Regions from separate parts of the Mus musculus genome. Here region 1 is linked to region 2. Evidence: chromatin contacts called from public HiChIP or PLAC-seq data. All regions are on one chromosome and are shown on one strand. The core of a region is the stretch at or near the end of the contact, and the rest is flanking DNA. Distances in the headings are between cores, read along the strand shown. Region 1 overlaps Plcg1 (phospholipase C, gamma 1). Region 2 overlaps Ppp1r16b (protein phosphatase 1, regulatory subunit 16B).

Region 1 (2,713 bases), core at 120-2,619, 2.1 Mb before region 2:
GATCTGACTCCTGCTGCCAGCCCAGGACCTCTCTTCCCTCTTGCCTTACACTCATTCAGGTGATCGAGAGTACTTAATGCTCAACATTTCCTAAGCCCATCCATCACAATCCTGTCTTGAGTTTGTTCTTTTGGGTGCCTTATCTAAGGCCTGGCCACATCAGTTGCCTTCTCTAGAGGAGCTCGCTGGGGGTTGGAGGCCTTGGCTCCCGGGCAGGCCCACATGTTGCCCCCACAGATCCCAGTAGCACCTTCTAAGCTGTGGCAGGTTCTCACCCTGGCATCTGCAGTCTGGGCAACTTCACGGATCTTTTTCACCCAGTCCTGTAACTCCTCCTGTGAGTCAGCTGCAACATCCAGGGACCACTGAGCCACTGATGGCATGCTGATGGAGAAGACGAAGAGCCGGTTGTTTTTGCCCTCAGGACGGATGGCTGTTGGGGGTAAAATAATACAGGGCTAGGAATGCTCTCTGGGCTTTCTAATGCTGTGAACCCTTCAATATAGTTCCAACCATAAAATTTTTTCATTGATATTTCATAATTTTGCTACTATTTATGAATTATACTGTAAATATCTGATATGCAGCGTATCTGATATGCAAACCCTGGGAAAGGGTTGTTAGGCCTCCAAAGGGGTTAAAACCCACAGTTTGAGAACCACAGCCATAGACACTGGCTCAAAGGAATTCATTCCATTTCTTCCTGGCCATACTTATAAGCAGGCAAAACTGGTATATAGATCCGATTTACAGAGGATACTGTAGCTCAGACATACCATAGTAGTTATGGTGGAACCAAGGCTCCAACCCAGCTGAGACTCATGCCTCTTCCTTGGAGCCATGCACTGTAGCCCCCACCCTAACCCATCTCCAAGCTTCTGTCACAATGCTGTGGTCTAAACCATTAGGACTGGATGTCAGTCTGTCAACATCTCTGCCAACTTTTGACTCCACTGTACTTGGCAGAGGGTAAAATTTGGGGATGACAAAAGAGTCTGGGACTTCCATAGTATAAGAGTAGCCTCTGGGAACTCGGCCACTGGATTCCTCTCCAGAAGCAGGAGGAGTGACAAGGACACCCTGACACTAAGAGGAATCATGAGCTAGGAATTAGATCTCACCGATCTGACAAGCTGGCACATCTAAGACCCCTCGCAGCAAGTCCCCCAGTGGGCTGTTCTCATCCAGGTGCTGTAGGAAGCAAAACCCCAGGATGGTCAGCATCGCTGCCGCAGGCTCAGCTGAGGGAACTTTTTGACGATCTTTTAGGTCTACTCATGACCAGCCAAGCATGACATAGGTACAAGAGAGACTAGAGTGTAGCCACACAGGATGTGTGGCTCACAGATGACAGGAAGGCCTGGGTGTGATAGACACATCAAAAGAAAACCTGGGGACAGGGAAACAAACCCGTGACACAGAGTGGTTCCAGACATACCTCCCTCTCAGGCTCTAGGACTGCTGGATTGATCATCTCTTCCACATAGTTTGAGGGGAACCACAGCTGCTTCTTCCCACCATAGTCCCCTCGCCACCTGTGGAAGCCACAGGGTACTGACTCCAGCAACTGCCCCAAACTCACAAGCTCTTCCTGGGGGGTTCCCACACATAAGTCAGGCCAAGGCAGACACTGCTAGTGAGCATGAGACAGATGCTCTCAAAGCATACTGTCACAAGTGCTTTCAGTGACAGCTCCACAGAGGCCCCGGCCTCCTGTCCCACCACACCACAGGCTTTCTAGCCTGGATGGTTTATCTCACCAGCCACCATCTTGCTTTTCCACATTCTGGATGATGGCACTCTTGGTGAAGGTCAGCTCATCCTCTCTCTGGGCCTTGTAGTCGAAGAGGGCTTTTACTGCACACTGCAGAGGTGAGACAGTGGGATTGGATTGTGTGGAGTAAAGCAGAGGGCAGTCCCCATCCTTTAACCTAGTACAGCACATGTGCATACATGTGCCTACATGTGCCTGGGCTTACGCTAGTGGGCAGTGCCACTGTTGGCAAGTGACCCTAGACACAGGTCTTAATGCTGTCTTGGGGTAAGTTTCAGAACAAGCAGGATGGGTTTTCTCCAGGGAAATTCTTGGCCACCCAGGTAGAGTCTTTGGCACTCTGTCTGGGGTCTGCTCCCACAAGCCAGGGCTGAGGTCCAGTAAGAGTAAGTGCACAGCCCTGTGGAGCTCCCTCCATAGTTAAGACTCTTACAGGGCAATGTGCTACATTAAAGAAAAGGTCAAAACCAAGAAGACCCTAAGATCTTCATAACGAAGGGAATGCCTGGACAGTGTGCCATCTGGCCCCTGTTCTACTTACTACCCATGGAAGACACGGGGATCACTCTGAAGGAATGGTGACAAAGGGCCAGTTCTAACCCAAGACACTGGCTATAAAGTGGTTGATCCCTGGAGATTTATGGTCATTTACCAACCACACATCTTAAAATCTCTTGAGCCTCAGAAAACCACAACTAACACTTGTTTCTCCACACCTACCACAAAAGGGCCCAGAATACAGAAATATAAGCCCCAAGCAGTAGGGAACCCCTCCTTCCTTGTGGCTTCCTGTGCCAAGCACAGATATTTACCTTGAAAGTTGGCATAGGGTTTGCCTCCACATAGAAACCAGGGTTGCGGCCCTCGTATAGTGCCCCATAATCGGGTTCCTGGAAACAGGACACATTGTGATCTATCACCATCCCAGAACTGAGATAA
Region 2 (2,742 bases), core at 97-2,596:
CCCCAGTGAGTCTGAGACCAGCCTGGGCTATACAGTGAGTTCCAAGATAGCCTGGGCTAACAGTATGAGACTGTGTCTCAAAAAAATAATAATAATAAAAGTAAAAAAAAGAAAGAAACCTTTTTCAGCCATCACCTCAACCAGGAGTTCTAAACATAGAAAGAGATCAGAACCAATGAAAGTCACTCTTTTATATATTTAATACACACTAATAAAAACTATTGAAACCAAACCTGGTAGTATAGGCCTGTAATCTCCTCTCCCCTGCCCTCCCTCTCCTTTTCTCTCCACAGGAGCCGGAGATGGGAGAGCGGCAAGTTCAATACCAGCCTGAAAAACTTTGCAAGACTCTGTCTCAAAAGAAAGAAAAATCTGGAGGCACAGTTCATTGGTAGGGGGCTTGCAGCATGGGCCTTTGCAGACAGCAGAATACAGCCTTTCCATGCCTTTAAAAAAAAAAATCTTCAAAGGTTTCTGAAGAAAAAAAAAAAAAGCATCAGTCTGATGCTCATAGGTGGTAACCTCTTTAGAGCCATGCCAGTCAGTCCCCCTGAGGTTCCCGGCCTGGGGAGGGGGACAGCGATGGTATTTAAGAAGAAATGTAAAAGCATCGCTTGGTTTGGTGGCTGTGTTCACAGCTACTGTTTATTTATGGAGGTGACATGAAATTTCCTTTTTTTTTTATATAACTTCATTTCAATCTACAACTAGTGGCTTGATAGTAAAGCAAAATGAAATAGTGTCAGAATTCAGTGTTGGCAGGATATGTAAGTCACTGACATTTGGGGAAGCCGCCTCACAACGACAACTGGTTCTCATGACAACCGTCTTAGAGGAGAACAACTCACATGGGTTTGGGGGGCGTGTTCTGTGGTTTAGTTTTAGTGGTGGGGGGGGGGGGGGGAACCCAAGGCCTTCCATATGCTCTCTGCCGCTGAGTTGCAGCCTCGATCCTAGAAGCACCCATACGAACCCAGCCAATACCTTTCAAGCATTTGCCACACACCAGGACTGTGCTAAGGGATGAGGAAAATAGCTGGTGAAAGGCAGACATGGTCCCTGTCTCACTGATGTATGGCAAACGGGCAAGGGAGTACAGAATGAGCAGCAGCGGAGGCAGGGGCCTGACTCCTACCATGATGCTCTCTCTACAAGCTCCAGACAGTCAGAACTTGTTTACTGTATTGCCCTCTTTGCTCTGGGCGAAGAATTTAAGGACAGTCGACCAGCCCCCTAGAGAAAGCTAGGGACAGCATCTCCCAAGAGCAGTAAAAGGGGCCAGGGCATATTTTCTGTGACTTTGCCCCTCCCACCTTACCCCTTGGGTTCCCTTGCAGCAGGGCCCCAGGACAGTTCCCTCCTGACTGCTAGTTTTCAGGTGACCTAGTTTCCCCCAATAGACCCACACACCTCCTCCGCCCCCATTCGAGAAAACCCTGCTCACGCTAATTAAAGAATTGCCTGGTGCAGGCCAACAGCAGCCAGGCAGCCGCACTCCCTGCGGCCTCCCAGCCCCCCACCCCCACCCCCTGAAGGACTCTGGCCTGGGTGCTGGGAGATCCCAGGAATTCAGGACTCCATTGAGCTTGGAGGTGGCTTCAAGAGACTCTTGCATCCCAGTCCATACTTGGACAGTGGAAACAGAGCAAGGTTATCTATCTGGCCCTGGGAGAACAACAATCTCAGTATTTTAAGGAGGCCAGGCTTCGAGGTAAATCAGTGGAATGGCAATATTTTAAGCTTGGTGCATGGTGAAAGTATCAATGAACCATCACACAGGCCTGTGAGACCTCAGCTCATAAAGGGACTGGGCTGGGGGTATGATATGGGGGTCTGCGCAGGCAATGAGGTCATCAGGAAGTGTGTGCAAGTGTGAGAAAACTGAGTCCAGGGGAAGTAGGGTGGGGTACTGACTTTCCCCAACATCTGGGCCACATACCAAAATAGCTCAATTGTGACCAACAGGAAGTTTAAGGCCAAGGCATTGGGCCCTGGGAGAAGCGGGAACAGGCCACCAAGGTGTCGTCACCTTACCCCCCATCCCCCAGGCTGGCAGAGTCTTAACTTGGTTCTTCTCTATGCACACACTCATCCTTGCTGCCTTGAGGAGAAGGGACCAGGGTGCGCATCTGGGCACCGTGAGATTGGCCCTTAAGGGGAAGAGTGCTCAGTGGAAGCGGAGCCATGGGATAGCAGGAGGCACAACAGATGAAAGGCTGTTGGTGGGGTTGCTCCTGCTACTGAGCGTACTCCTGAGAAGAGCACAGTAATGGGAGGTCTTAGAACTCCTTCATTATCCTGAGCCCTGATTGGTCAGAGGTCTTGGTAAGGGCCTGAGCCCAGACAGGGATTGGTTCTAGGGCAGGCCTAGGCCTTAAGTTGGCCCAACCAGAAGCTTTCTCTTCCCTCTGTCTGAGGAGCCAGGAGACTGAAGCCAAGGTGCTCTGAAGGCAGTCTCTACATGCAGCCAGTGCTTGGTGGTAAAGGAGATGAATAAGGGGTCCTTTGAACAATGAGACGCTGGACTCCAGCTAGCCAAACCAACACACCTCATATATTATATAACCCAGTTCCTTATTACCCAGAATATCTTAAAGTGCGGCAAGGATGCTTTTAAAGATGCAGGTCTAGGGACCCCAGGAAGGGTTGTGGCCTCTTGCAGAAGACTATTATCAATATGCGGACTTTCCCCTACAAAGGCCATTACAGACTCAACAGGTCTAAGTGGAAGGCCAGCCTTGA

The links. HiChIP or PLAC-seq counts read pairs in DNA pulled down with a chosen protein or histone mark.
Region 1: a contact with region 2 is called in an H3K27ac HiChIP or PLAC-seq map of double positive thymocytes, with 6 times the contacts expected there. The contact joins two enhancer-like sites. A contact is called at or near these places in 1 of 115 datasets of contacts at active chromatin or transcription factors (double positive thymocytes) and 1 of 9 other capture datasets (embryonic stem cells).

What each region holds. Positions count from the first base shown.
Region 1 is chr2:160,755,692-160,758,404 of GRCm38.p6, reverse strand. Plcg1 (phospholipase C, gamma 1) reads right to left here. Exons shown (of 34, transcript NM_021280.3): 21 at 2,587-2,664; 22 at 1,761-1,864; 23 at 1,439-1,535; 24 at 1,122-1,191; 25 at 276-433. Among named protein-coding and RNA genes, the nearest start is that of Plcg1, 26 kb to the right of the region's middle. Within about 2 kb of position 1,369, at least 55 of the 459 cell types and tissues checked have an H3K27ac peak or open chromatin away from gene starts, as enhancers often do. A contact at or near this core is called in double positive thymocytes, where this site is marked.
Region 2 is chr2:158,688,460-158,691,201 of GRCm38.p6, reverse strand. The region is part of intron 1 of Ppp1r16b (protein phosphatase 1, regulatory subunit 16B); the gene reads right to left. Among named protein-coding and RNA genes, the nearest start is that of Ppp1r16b, 23 kb to the right of the region's middle. Within about 2 kb of position 1,346, at least 67 of the 459 cell types and tissues checked have an H3K27ac peak or open chromatin away from gene starts, as enhancers often do. A contact at or near this core is called in double positive thymocytes, where this site is marked.